Regions from separate parts of the Gasterosteus aculeatus genome. Here region 1 is linked to region 2. Evidence: chromatin contacts called from public Hi-C data. All regions are on one chromosome and are shown on one strand. Each heading gives the region's core, a stretch centred on a gene start, on an enhancer-like site or on the middle of the called end of the contact. The rest is flanking DNA. Distances are from core to core; before and after follow the strand shown. Region 1 overlaps LOC120822725 (rho GTPase-activating protein 26). Region 2 holds the start of LOC100174895 (glucocorticoid receptor).

The links. A called contact is a pair of places that touch in the nucleus more often than the background predicts.
Region 1: a contact with region 2 is called in a Hi-C map of blood and trunk muscle, with 2.4 times the contacts expected there. The contact joins the enhancer-like site here to the promoter of LOC100174895 in region 2. A contact is called at or near these places in 6 of 6 Hi-C or Micro-C datasets (blood and trunk muscle, liver, skeletal muscle and 2 more).

The regions. Positions count from the first base shown.
Region 1 is chr7:27,001,961-27,008,950 of fGasAcu3.hap1.1, reverse strand. LOC120822725 (rho GTPase-activating protein 26) reads left to right here. Exons shown (of 23, transcript XM_078106792.1): 14 at 725-811; 15 at 886-970; 16 at 1,807-1,865; 17 at 5,383-5,488; 18 at 6,639-6,798. Among protein-coding and RNA genes, the nearest start is that of LOC120822725, 35 kb to the left of the region's middle. Within about 2 kb of position 2,375, at least 3 of the 9 cell types and tissues checked have open chromatin away from gene starts, as enhancers often do.
Region 2 is chr7:26,944,154-26,951,495 of fGasAcu3.hap1.1, reverse strand. It overlaps LOC100174895 (glucocorticoid receptor), which reads right to left and starts at 3,314. Exons shown (of 10, transcript XM_040182578.2): 1 at 3,137-3,314; 2 at 1-975. The coding sequence starts at 966.

The sequences.
Region 1 (6,990 bases), core at 1,126-3,625, 58 kb before region 2:
GCGTCTACACACGTGTGCCTAAGAAGTGTTCTATGAATAGATGACTCTTAGAGCTGAAATGAATCACCAGACAATTTATTTGAATAAGTTGTTCAAATTAGTCTAATGAGTAGAATTATGGACATTTTCAACGCCAATATTTTTTTAACGTTTCATTGACCAAAACGTTAACCGAGAAATCATTTAATTTATTCTAAAAATAACACTACAAATCAGCCAGTGGGAAACCCGGATGATGTAGACAGAATGTGTGAACCGAGAAGAGATCATTTGCTGCACTACGTGGACGTGGACGAAAGAGCGAGCTACCGACGGCTGCCACCGGCTCTCTGAGCATCTCTCCAGTTTCTGCAGGAGACCTGCAGAAGAACTCGGGGGCAGCAGGAAGCGAGGTTTCAGTTTCGACGGCAAGATGCATACTGAACGCTGGCGGCCCCCGTAACCGAACTCCAAGCGGAACAGTGACCCAAAAAGCACCAGATGAGTCAGCTCCAGTGTGCTGAAAACTATACTGATAGGCCCTCACAAGTCAGGAAGGCCATCAGAACCCGGCGTGTGGCTGTGCACCAAGTTTGCATCAGGTCAATTTAGGAGAAAGCACCTGGGATTCTGTTCTGGGGAGCGATGAAACGAAACTGGAACTCCTCGGGCCCACGGACCAGCGTCATGTCTATATACTGTTTTGGTTGGTACATGAGAACAAAACCTCTCGTTTCCTCTCCAGGTATTGATGATCAGGGCTTGTACAGGATTGTTGGCGTCAGCTCCAGAGTACAAAAACTGCTTGGTCTCGCTATGGGTGAATATAGAAGTAAAAAAATAAACTGAGCATTTTCTCCTGTGTAAAATGTAAACAATGAAAACTTTCTTTTATCTTCACATCAGATCCTAAGACATGTGCTGACGTGGAGCTGGAAAACTCTGAGTGGGAGATCAAAACTATCACGAGTGCTATCAAGCACTATCTCAGGTTTGTGAGAAGCTGCGTAGTGAAATGCATGTACGAGGTATTGAACTATACTTTGATACAGCTGCACAAATATCCTCATTGAAATGATCTTACTGTTGTGTTTCTATTCTGTGTACTTTAACCTCAAAGACGGTAAAAGGATTAATTGCTGTTTTCATGCATGAATCTTTTTCTTTAACTATCAGTACTTGAATAAATGCATCTCACTGCTTTTAATATCTGCCTCTTGTAAGAAACAATTCTCCTGCTCGGCTCCACCACATTAAATGGCAAATAGTTTTTTTTTTTTCCCACACGGCATTTGCTGTCTTTTTTCAAATCTATGACTGACGTTTTAATTTTCCTCCAGCGGTCATTTGTTGCACGGATATTAAATTCCCCCTTTGTATTCACACTGTGTGGTGCTGTATTGGAGATGATGATTTCTCTCAACAATCTGTAATGAGTAGAAGATGTAGTGGTGTTCGAGCTGCACTCAAAAGAGACACACACACAGACACGGCTCTCTCCTTCACTAAGAGACTGCTTACGCGACGCACATACACACTAACTGCACGAGGACCTCAGGTCAGGCTTCCTTGAGGACCGTTGGGAATCATGGTGAGAAGGAGAAGACAGTTAGATGAGTTTTCATCCAGATCTGTCCAGATTTATTGATTTTCCAAGCAGACGTCAGCTGACGTGTGTGTGTGTGTGTGTGTGTGTGTGTGTGTGTGTGTGTGTGTGTGTGTGTGTGTGTGTGTGTGTGTGTGTGTGTGTGTGTGTGTGTGTGTGTGTGTGTGTGTGTGTGTGTGTGTGTGTGTGTGTGTGTGTGTGTGTGTGTGTGTGTTTTACAGAGTGCTGCCCGGGCCTCTCATGACGTACCAGTACCAGAGGAGCTTCATCAAAGCTGCAAGTGAGTTAGTGCCTCGTTCGCCTCTCGGATGTCAGTTAAGTCTGGCGAATGTTTGATTCCCGGTGACCATATTAAAACAATGCAAGCATCTATTCCAAAGAAACGCGTGAAGTGCTGAATCATGTTTGTGTTTATATACCGTTTATTAATCGACTACCGATTGATTAGAGAATTTTAATTTTTGTAAGTCTTCTTTTTCCTTTTGCCCTCCCAATGGGTGTCCGTATGAGGCCGTGCCTGCAGCATTCCTCCTCCGTTTCATTTGGAAAAGGAGATCACGCGTGACTCACGTCGGCGGGTGAGGTCATGGCTCACCAATGGATGGTCCACCTGCTGAGATAACAGGGCACCCACTTTGCCACCAGATTGCCTCCGTCTGTACATTTGCTCGGGTACCCGAAAGTAACAGTTTAAAAATACATGTAATTGGTCCCACTCTAGTAAACAAAGGTGCGGTTGAGTCCGGTCTGCACAGTTACAGCGTGTGTCATTGACCGGTTTTCTTTTGTAGCTGACTCCTTTAGAGAGCCGAGCTGGCGGGAACTCCAGGAAATGAGTGTTTCTCTGGCAACGCTACTAGGAAACGGATCCATAGTGAGGCCAACTAGAGAGAAAATGAGAAAAGTGTGTTAAAGTGTGTCTGAGGATAGAGCATAGACGGTTAGATAAGAACCTGGAGCGCCGGTGCTCTAGTGCAGGTACCCACAGCTTCATAAAATATCACATGGGCTTTCATTTGTGTTTACTGATCTCATACTGCAACGATTCTTGTTTAACTCCTTTGGTCGGTTTATATCTGCCGTTAATCTTCATGGTTGGTATCTGAATTTGCATTACGCAAATACGTGTGTGAATTAATGTGTGTGCGTGCTTGCGGGGACATGCCCTGGCAGTCGGCCGTCCCGTTGAACTCTCTTCTCTTCACTCCTCTTTGGTTTAAAATAGCCGGTTTTGACAGAGATTTTAGTATTAAGAGAACTGATAACTCATTATTTGATAATATCAGCTCCTGATAGACTCTTGGTTTTCTTAAATTCAACCCAATCATTTCAGTGTATTTGATTTTTCTCGTGGGAAATCCAAGGTTCCGAAAAGACTGCGAGAGAAAGAAGAGGAGGTTGGGGTGTCGTTTGGTCTGCAGATGCCTGGCGTGTGCCAGCAGGCTGACACGGATACAGGAATCATTCTGTCTGCAGTCATTAGGTCTTACACATAGTACTGTATGTCTAATGTATATTTCTCCCTGATTCTGATCTTTAAGCCGTCCATCCATCTAGATGTGAAGGTTTTTTTTATAACTGAACTAAACAGCAGGATGTCAACAGAAAGAAGTGCAATGGAACAATATGAAAAGGCTTTATGAGCATGAGTTTAGTTTAAAAGCTAATCCACATTGTGACATTCAGAGCTTAACCTGCATGACGTACGTTTCACATTTACCACGCCCTTGTTTTTTTTGTAACTTCCTCAAGCCAGCATTCAATGAAGCCACCCACTCCATGCAGTGTCCATTTCTCTCTCTCTCTCCACTCCTCACAAAGTATTTTCGTCACTTTGTGCGTGGACAACTGATGGCTTTTGAGGCTGTCTCAAAGTCTGTTGCCCAATCCCCGTTCGCATGATTCATTGCGACTCTTCTCTGTGATGGCAGTCCTCGAGGCATCTGGAACAAGTATCAGAGCATTCGCCTTTTGGAAGCAATCCGAATTCTCATCAATTATGCCAATGAAGGCTGAGCGGCTCTCGGGATGTCGGGAAGCTTTTACAGTCTGTTTCATAACTTGTGTCACTGTTACTGTATATGAGCTATATATGAGATCAGAGATGCCCAGAATGAATGATGAAGGAAGGGAAAGCCGAACAGCTGTTGGTTTTTTGGCATCAGTCGAGGGTCAGCGGATGTTGGAAACCTTCGCGAAGCAACGCGCGCTTCTGTTGTGTGGACGCGGACGGGTTCGCTTCCATGACTTCGTGAAAGAATGTTCTCCGTCCAGAATCCAAATCCCCGCTTGCTTAAGAGGAATCCGGATGAAGTTTTTTTTTCAAATTAGCTTCTGTTTAACAATATACGATTGGACAAAGGTTGCTTTTAATTAATAGCTTATTGTGTGATTTGGTGGCTACCAGAACGTCAGTGTTAAGACGACTAAAGAGGATACACATACACACGAACTCTATTTATGTTGTCTTGTGTAACTGTATATCCACATGCATCCACCTCCCCCAATATATGTGCATTTTTCCACAGGGCTGGAATTCAAGGTGAACGAGTGAAAGTGGCTTTACTAGGATAGCCCCCCGTTACGTGACGGATGAGGTGGAGGCCGCCATGATACATTGCTTGGTGTAATCACCGACTCGGCACCTTACCGTCTACAGTGCCGCCTCCCAGCCTACTTTTTGTTTTTCGCCTCATTACGGCTGCTGGTTTGTGGGTTTACTGTGAATGTGCGTGACTCTGCAGTACCTAAAAAGAAATACCGACCAATTGTCCCGTTATATTTTAGGACGAGTGAGGATATCATGTTACGAGTTTCTGTTCTATATAATTAATGAAACATGATATGCTTGTGTCCTGTTCCACTGGAAAACTGGAAAAAGAAATCTTCTGCTACTTCTGGGTAGAATGAAAACAACATTTTCAAACGCCTAAAACGCATGCATGAATTTATCCACACACATTGCGGGGGGGCGGGAGGGGGGGGGCGCTTTAGCATAACGTGTCCGTGGAGAGGTGGACACGAGAGAAGGATGCATCTGTTTGGAGCTCTGCACATGTGAATGCGTGTCTATAGTCATGTCAGCATCTGTCTGTGTGTGCGTGTGTTTGTGTCCGCTTACATGTCACGCCGTGTGTGTGCACGCATCTACTTAACTATTCTAAATCTACCAAATATTTGGTCTATTCCTCCCAGTGTATTTAGGCGTGTGTGTGTGTGTGTGTGTGTGTGTGTGTGTGTGTGTTTTAGCAGCCATGTTAATCCCTGCTGAAGTGTGTCTGTGTGTCTCTCTGTGAGATCGCTGACAGCCCGGCCCTCAGGGTTGATCTAATGGGATTCTGCTGTCGTCTCTCAATCCACTCGCTCTGCAGCCGTGACGTATTATTGTCATCCACCAGCGGCAGGCCTGATGTTTATAACTGCCGTGCAATGGCGATCGCGTAAAGACAAAGCTGGTGTCGATCGATGCAGTTTGTTCGTCGCTGTCGACAAATCAGATAAAGATAAAGCCCCCTGTGTCTGCTGGAGAGGTTAAACCGTTTAATTTACAGAAAACTATTTTTAACAATAAGAAATGCACTCACACAGGAGTAAATAAGGCATTGGTTATTTATGGCAGCATGAAGGGGGCCGTTTAAAACCAAATACTGTGGCAATGTTCGTGGTATTGTAGTAAAACGTAAACACAGAAAATGAATTCACGTCTTCTTCTCACGTGCTTGTGTCAGTAAAGGAATAGTCCAATGTGTCTCTCTCTCTCTCTCTCTCTCACTCCACATGTCCGTCTCTCTTCCCAGAGCTGGACAACCAGGAGGCTCGGGTGACGGAGGTCCACGCGCTGGTGCACCGGCTGCCTGAGAAGAACAGACAGATGCTGGAGCTGCTGATGAAACATCTGGCCACGTAAGACGAGCTATGGCACAACTGGAAATCCCTCATTAGTATTGGAAATGTTGTGTCATCATCACAGTTTGTCATGCAGTGCTAACGGGCCTCCACACCCTCATCTCCGTCGCGCCCCGTTGATGACCATCCTCGAGTCGGATCAGGGCTCTGTGTAATCTCTGGAGCAAATGCATCAAGGCTGTTTGTTTTGAAAATAGATCGAGCTCCATCCTTCGGCCAACTTTTGGGCTGAATTGGGTAGAAAAGTTTTTCATACATTTAATCTACTCGTAAATGAACGACATTTACATCACTGCATTACATTATCATTTGTGATGCTGAAACAATATTATTTGTGTAACACAGACGTTCAAAAATCTTATTAAACTAAAAGTTTTAACCTCGACGACCTGCACATCACCCAAAGCACAGCTTAGTGGGAGATAATCAAATGCTGCTCAATGAGATTTCAATGCTTTGTTTCAAAACATTTCAGACGCATTGATGCTAATGAGCACTGCAGGTGAATCAGAACGGTTTCTATTGAAGGCCGTCCCCTGGCAATTGCCTCTTAACTTTTTTACATCTTTAAATCCCACTTTTGACTTCTACATTGTGCATGTTTTTACACTGTCCATAGGCAGCGATATACTAAGAACATCGGTGAGTTAAACAGGTTGTTCGGACTTCATGACCACAAGCTGCTGCAGCAGATAAGCTAAAAAGCAGGCCATGGCACAGTTATGTTTATTTATTCCTTTGATACGGCTCACTGGCATTGTGTTTTCACTCCAAACCCTCAACTAAGCTCTGTGGCTTTGTGGAGCTTTTCTTTAACAACAGCAGCATTATAAAATGTGTGTCGAATGGGACTCGAGCCATGTTTATACAACATGCAGACGAGTGCAAATACAGCCATCGTGAAGACGATGGTGCTCCTCCGGTTGGGCTCAGTGCGTTACGTGTCATCATCACTGGCTCATAGGTCGGACCACAGTAAAAACACGCCACTGATGCAGCCTCGTGCTGGGTCATACCTTCAGAAGGGTCCCAACGCTTAGAAGATGTCGCTTGTGGTGCCGTTGAACTGCATCGCCTTTCATAGACAGCTGAACCGCTTATTTGGCCTAAACCCATTGGTGTGAATAACTCCCGTTTACATCAACAGTGTGGCGAGTCATCACCATCAGAACCTGATGACCATCGCCAATCTGGGCGTGGTCTTCGGGCCCACTCTGCTCCGCCCGCAGGAGGAGACGGTCGCAGCCATCATGGACATCAAGTTCCAGAACATCGTGGTGGAGATCCTCATCGAGCACCACGAGAAGGTACGGGAGAATAGGGGTGCGCACGACCGCAAAGGAATAGCATCAGAATAAGACCAAGTTGAGGATTAAATGAATTCCTCGGCTTCGACAAGGAGGTTTTTTCTTTTTGTTCAAATTGTACATTTAAAACGACAATAAATTACACCCAACTACTCTGAAAGGGCACCTGCTGCACACAGATTAAATGCGCTC
Region 2 (7,342 bases), core at 2,065-4,564:
GCAGAAGCCAGCGCTGTCCTGCTTCTCCTGCTTGACCACACCGGGAGTACGGATGTGGATGAAGGAGTCGTCCGGATCCTTCTCTTCCTTGATCATGACGCTGGAGAGAAGTGAGGCGGGCTGCTGCTGCTGTAGTTGGAGCTGATGCTGCTGGTGCTGTAGCAGGTGGTGCCGATGGTGCACGGGGTGGTGATGCGGATCCGAGCCATTGCCGTTGGTAGAGTTCAATTCTTTGCCCGTGAGGGGCTTTGGCTCATTCAGCAAGCCGCTGACCGACCCGCCGCCGCCGCCGCCACCACCACCACCACCACCAGCCCCCCTGCTGTCATGGAGGATGTTATCCAAGTGGGCCACTTCTGAATCCAAATCAAAATCGCTGATTTCTGGCAGGGTATTGGGAAGGTCCAGGTCTTGCCAAATCTCCAAATCCTCGATTTGGCGACTGCCGTTGCCATCCAAATCAACGGAGCCGGGGCCTGTGTGCCCGCAGTAAGTTTCCAGGTCTTCATCTGGAGAAAAATTAGCCTCCTGCTTGATGTGCTGGGGGAAAAGGTCCGGCAGGGGGAGGTTGCCAAGGATGGAGGAGACCGAGGCGCTTATGACCGAGGCGGCCGTCTGCTCGAGATCGGAAATGCCGCGTTTCAGCGGCGGCCCGGTGCCATCCGCGTTGAATCGGACGATGCCCTGGTGCTGTTTCTGCATGCTAACGACTTTACCCTCCTCTGGGTCTGAGCCCTCAAACAGGACGCGATGCTGAGGCGAGTCAAAGAGGCCTCCAGGCTCCCCTCGGTTTTTGTTTCCACACCTCCCGTTTAGGCCCGCCGCCGGCTGGGGCAGAGGCCCTTGGCCTGGCCGGTCGGCCGCGGACTGGAGCGCTGGACCAGCTGTGTCACCTGCGGCCAGCGTCTCCCCAAATGTCAGGCTGTCGTCTCGATTACCGGTGCGCTTCAGTTCACCCTGATCCATTTCTTTGTCCTGATGGGACGGCGAGGGTGAGTCAAAAGAGTGCGCAGAGAGCACATGCACCCAGAGAGAGAGAGAGAGAGAGAGAGAGACAATGTCAGGCTGTTATACAGAGTTGATGCTGAATAAGATGATACATACAGAGCGGCAAGATATCTTTATAAATACATACACACACACATAAGACTCTCACAGTTCACTGTGATATACATACATCTTTATTTATGTCGCGGCATTGCACTAATGGCCAGATATAATATTATACACTTTAATAGTAGCGTACACATACGCCTTTTTCTAATCATTTCTAATTATAATTTTTAACTAATGACAACAGTCTTGTTTATTAAATCCCCCCCACAATAGAGAAATGTGGCGGAAGCACAAAATGGGGACAAGAGCCATTACATAACATGACCATAATGCTGATGTTATTTCTTTGAACTGTGCCCTCGAATCATCTCATGCGTCCAGAAGTGCAAACAAGGCCCAGGCACCACTTGTGTAACAGCCAGTGACAATCCCGCATACAGACAAGCATGTGTGGAGCCACACACATCTGTCAGAGGAGATTAGCGCACTGGTCTCTGGGGCGTTTGCAACGGTCACCAATAACTGTCCATCTCCATTTGCAGAGGAGCGCAGATGAATGATTCAGTCAAAAGGGACATTTAAATACAATTAAATGAACGCAACGAGTGTGCAAAGAAAAAGCTCTCCGCGATGTTTATACTGCGGCGCCCTCGTTTTAATCGCATTAGTATCGTTAACCAGGCAAGCTGTCACCCATGCGGTGCATTTTCAAAGTTCACAAAAATCACAGAACGAGCCCGTACTTCCCTCAAGAGCATTCAGAACTTCTGCAAAGGACACACACATTTAAACACAAACACCACTTTGCAAGAACAACCGTTGCCTCGAATGGACGCATTGGCGAAAGGTAAACACGGCTGCACCATTTCCTGCTAGTTGGCGCTGCGTGTGTTGCGCTAAACAGCAGGTCGAAGGAGACGTGTCGACTCCGTAGCCTCAAGAGCGCATATACGACACATGGCGCTAAACGGGCTGCGGGTTTGCGGCGCACAGCTGCCGCCCTGTGCAGACCGGAGGGTCATGTGCACACGAGGAGAGGCTCGTGAAAAACATTTTCCGTGCAAAACTTAAGAATAATTTGTTTTACGCATTTACCCGGAGTAGCATTATAAATCCTGCGTGTCCTTTTTTAACGCTTATAATGTCTTGTCACCGCTGCGCAATATTTCCTAATTGAGATTTCCGCTATATTGAAATTGTAAAGGAAGGTTTTTGATATTTATCAAATCCCTCCCCCGCCCACAAAAGTTTGGGCTTGTACAGACTTGCTGCACTGTACTTTTTCCCCCCCATCGAACGAGCACGACACATCATAACAGCGTTAGTGCAACCTGTTGGCTGCGACGGGAAATTGCACCGATCACATGCGCACAGCCGCAGATAAGCCGCCGTTTTTGTGCAAACCGCTTCTTTCCATCTTGCAAGAAAAAACAAACAAACCCGGTTGCTCCGAGCGCCTGGTGGGGGACGTGTCAGCGGGGTCGCGCACACTGCACGGTTGTCAGTGCGCCTACCACGCAGCACCGGGCGCGCTCTAGTCGGCCTACTTTGGGTAGGTAGGTGGGTGGGTGGAAGACAGACAGCATTTCCCCTCCCATGGTAATTCTCCCGCGACGGAACAAGTGGTCGCAGTACATAAGCAGGTCGTACCTGTGGCGGGAGGATGCGCCAACCAACACACACACACACACACCCGTTTAGGTCATCTCCAGTCGGTCCAAGTTGGAAAACATATGAGAAATGACGCGACGTCCACAAGCACGCACGCACGCACGCGCGCAGGCACACGCACACACTCGATTAAAACCGCGTCCTTGCAACAACGTTGCGCGGTGAAATGTCATCTGGGTGTGTGTCCACCGTGCTCTCCGCGCGACAGGAAAACATCCCCCGCAATAGCAACTGTTTAGAAAACAAACAACAACAAAAAAACTAAAGTCAACAGCGGCGCTGACCTAGCTGGCGCTGTCGAGGTCCACGGTGTGCGCCGTTCTGGCCGATCTGTCGATAACTTTTAACGCAAGTCACCGGTATGAGGGAGAAGGAGGGGAAAAAAAGAAGTGATCGATCGCTTACTCGCCTGCAATATCAGGATTATTCCGCAATGATTCCACGGATCTGCGCCGCGATATCCTGCTCTTGCGCCATTAAACCCGTGAGTACATCAAAGTTATATAATAGAGCCCCGCTGCCCTGGCGTACTCAACTGAAAACTCAGGCAGGGCAGGGCGGACAGTTAGCGAAACGCCGTCAAGCCGGAGGAGACGAGTCGAGCGCTTCCGTCTTGTTCTTTCAGAATAAAAGCCCCGTTGTCGCCGTCCTCGATGGGAGCGAAACGGTCAGTGTGTGAAAAAATGAGGCGGTCGGAGCACTTTTGGAGTGGAGGTTTTACCTTAGAGGTCGGTTTTGGCCCAGCAGACGGAAGCATTGCGTTTTGTTAATAATTTTTGCTTTTTAAAGCGAGCATTTTTTTGCTTTTATTCACAAGCAAAAATAGCCCCGTTTTCGGTCGCCGCCTCTCTGTGTGTGGCAGCTTGATGCAGCTGTTAGTTTGACACTTGGCTGTGAACGCCCCTTTCCCCACCGAGTCTCCCTGCTGAGGAATCTGTCAGAACGTGTCTCCGTAGGCCTTCGGTGCGACCACCTAAGTTACTCCACAACCCTTCATAGCTTTATAAAAAGGTTCAGAGCAAAGAACAAGGGAGGGGGGGGGGGCTGTTTTTCCTCCAACTAGAGCAAGTAATCGCGGTTATGCTATAGACTCCGAGGTTTCATAAATCGCTTGATTGCTATCTCCTAAAACTTTGAAATGACTAACCAATACAGCTCCGCTTCTCAGAGATCTGCTACGTATTCCAATCGAATAGTTTTTCCCGAGAGGTCTTGATTTACCAAAGCGGTGGTTGAGAGCCACTTGAGAAGTTGCAAACGACTGCCGCCTCCAGAGACCCTTAAGCATGCGGGCATAACTCGCCTATTATGTGCTACGACGTTTTTTAGGCGCAGAATGCAAGATTAGCCGTGAACATCCTGTCAGGGAGAGAACAACGTCCAAACGGAACCAAGAGGAACACATTAATAACCACTCAGGGAAGATATTTCTCTGCTCTCAACCTTGTAGTTTTAAATGGGGAGCTCAAACTGGGCGCAGTGATTTCACCAGAGCACAGTGAGGGGTCAAAGGTCAGGTGGACGGTAAGTAGCACGCCTGAAACTTAAAGCATGAACCTGATTTATAATCTCTTAAGCTAAAAGTCCCCCCCATACATCATGTGTAGGTCAATAGGTCCATCATTTTTTCAAACACATTTACATTGTCCAAAGGATTTATTGATAATCTAAACTGAACTCTCAAACGCTTTGAGTCATCTAACTTTAATTCAATTCAATTTATTTTATTTTGTATAGCCCAAAATAACAAATTATAAATTTGCCTCAGAGGGTTTTATAGTCTGTACACATGAAACATCGTCTGTCCCGAAACCCTCACATCGGCACTGGGATAATCAACTAATTGTTTCAGAACTACAGAATACAAAGAACAAATCACAATATTGGAAATATAAGAGGCAAAGAGAGGCACCCTGAATGATGTGACTTTGCAGCTTCCGTTATAATCTTTTAGTCCCAATCCCTTTAATGCATTTAAAGGACCTCCTGGAGTCCAACGTGAACTGACTGGTGACCTATTAGTGAAATGAAGTCTTTGTATAGTAGCAGTCTTAGTATTTTATTTCTGTTGGTCACAAGACAAGGACATTCTTTTTTTTTATGACGGCAGAGTGGACCAGAACAAGCAGGCAATCGTGTTCATGTGTTCTGCAGAGTCAACCTGGGGTGAAGAAGAAGAAGATGGAGAGGAAGGGACGTGGACAGTCCACACTGTGCAGACCGGCCCAGACGCTCCATGTTGTTACATCTTCCAGAAAAGAAACAAAGATGGGTAGTTGCAAACCAACAGGCCAGAAAAAGAAAGAAGGAAATGGGGGAGGTAAGGTGGGTGGGAGGGGGCGCCGGGGGGGGGGTAGGTGTGGCCCTCCATGCAAGTCAGTCGATTAGAAGGAGCCGAGTGTGTCCTGTGCATGTGGATGTCTCATTAGGAGCCAGCGTGGCCGGAGAGAGGCAGGAGCTCCCCAGGGCCCGAGTAAACCACACTGTTCTCAAAACATCACAAGGAACACTGTGAGTTTTTAATGCCGGGTACCAATGGCTGATACTATTAACCGATAACCGATAAAAACACTGGACGCGTGGTGCTTCACGTGCGCGTATGTGCAACTGAGAACCGACGGGGAGGTTGTGTTACGCGGGTTGTGTGATACAATGTGCTCTGTGTGCATCCTGGGTTACACTCGCAAGGTTTAAATGTGTTGCCGCAGAGAAAACCTCATGTGAATATTCATTAATGCTCGCTCACATGTGCTGGTGACTAATAGAGGCCAAAGTTTGGGTTTCAAATGTTCCGGGTATAACACTGACCTTTTGGTCCCGAGCAGAGGCAGGTGGCCTACATGTTGTGTATGGACACACACACACACACACACACACACAGACGCACACAGTTAGCTGTCCACTTGCTTTTATAAGAACCTGAGTGAATTACAGGTACAGGTAAAGGTCAGCTTGTATCCCATTGGTTTCTATCACGTTGTGTGAAGGTTGCATCCATTTGGTTGTATTTGCTGGGCTTTTTGTATTTATCTTTCAGAGATTTCTGCCATCATCCAAATATAACGCTGGTGAAACACACACAGGAGATGAGCATCGCACCGGCTCCCTCCACAAAACCTCAATGGGATTTTTACGTTGGATTGTAGTAATGCATAAAAAACACACACATTGTGTTTTTCCCGTCAGGGATTGCTACATCATCAGGATATAAAACCTTTGCAAATTAGATATCAGCCAGATATGAGACATTTGATTTGTTTTCACAGGCCTATATGTAGGACGGGTTCCAAAAGCATTATTGAACATGCTCTGGGCCTAAATTGTTGGCACGCTAGAATTGGTAAGCAACGTTCTTGTGGTACGTTTTAGTGTAATTTATTGTCACACTGCAACGGCACTCTGCTCTCTTTGTCACACACACACACACACACGCACACACACACACACACACACAGGTCATCGGCCATGACGATAACAGGAGGCATGACAATAAACAACAAATACTTTGTGTGCTGTTTGAACCCAGCCTGCTGCAGGCCTCTGCAGGGCATCGTATTATCAATACAATCCAAACAGGAACATGTCCAAACTCTCTGAGCTTTTACTTTGACGTCAATGAAGGTAATGGATGGAAACATATTTGTTTTACTTCCCCCTGCTACCAAAGTCTCTAACACCGCCATTTACCAAACTGTCCAATGAGCAAGCTCCTTTTTCCTGCATTAGTATTACATACAACATTATATCTGTCATTATGAGTAATTGTTGTGAAGAAAGTCTGCACAGTTCATGGTTGATCACCAATAATATCATCTTCATTTCATCACATCCTTTGTTATTCTTAGTGCACAAATCCACTTCATTGTCAATTTCCTTGCCTTTACACAATAGATAACAGTGGTTGATTTTTGCAGAAGTTGTGGTAAATGTCCAAAACCATATTAAATAACAAGTGTCTGTAAGACAGATCTGTAAACAACAGATGTCCAAAAGAAAATCAACCAAATCAAATATTAGTATGTTTCTCACCCCCTTCGCTGTATCACATTAGACCCGTCACACTCTTCCCCCCCAGAGGGGATTAGTGATATTCAAACCGGAGGACTTAACTAACACAATTGTTGTTGTTATGTCAGACAATGAGGACAAAGCAAAACGAGGAAGGAAGAATTTATGTTGAGAAGGAAGTACAGACAGGAAACGAAGGAGCTCCTTCTCAAAGTGAACAGGCAGTTCACACCCTTCACTATTTTTTTGAACAAAACAATGAGAAAGAATGAAAATCACGCAGTGCGGAAGGATTTCTAGACAGACTACAAGCAGGGAGCAGAATCTCCCAACTGTCCCAACAAAGTGAAGGTGTCGAGGTGTCATCCGACGCAAATATAATCACGGCTTACAGAGAACGGATCCGTGCACTGAGCCGTTATCTGAACGGACCACATGTTTCATAAAATAATAGCATGTGGAAAGCTTTAAAGTACCATAGAAGATAAAAGAGATGTATGTTCTTCCAATACACAAGTGTGTCATTTGTGTAAACCATTCTAAAAATGTCGGATTGTGTATTTCTTTCTTATTAGAGCTCATGCTAAGTATCTTTATTCAGACATGG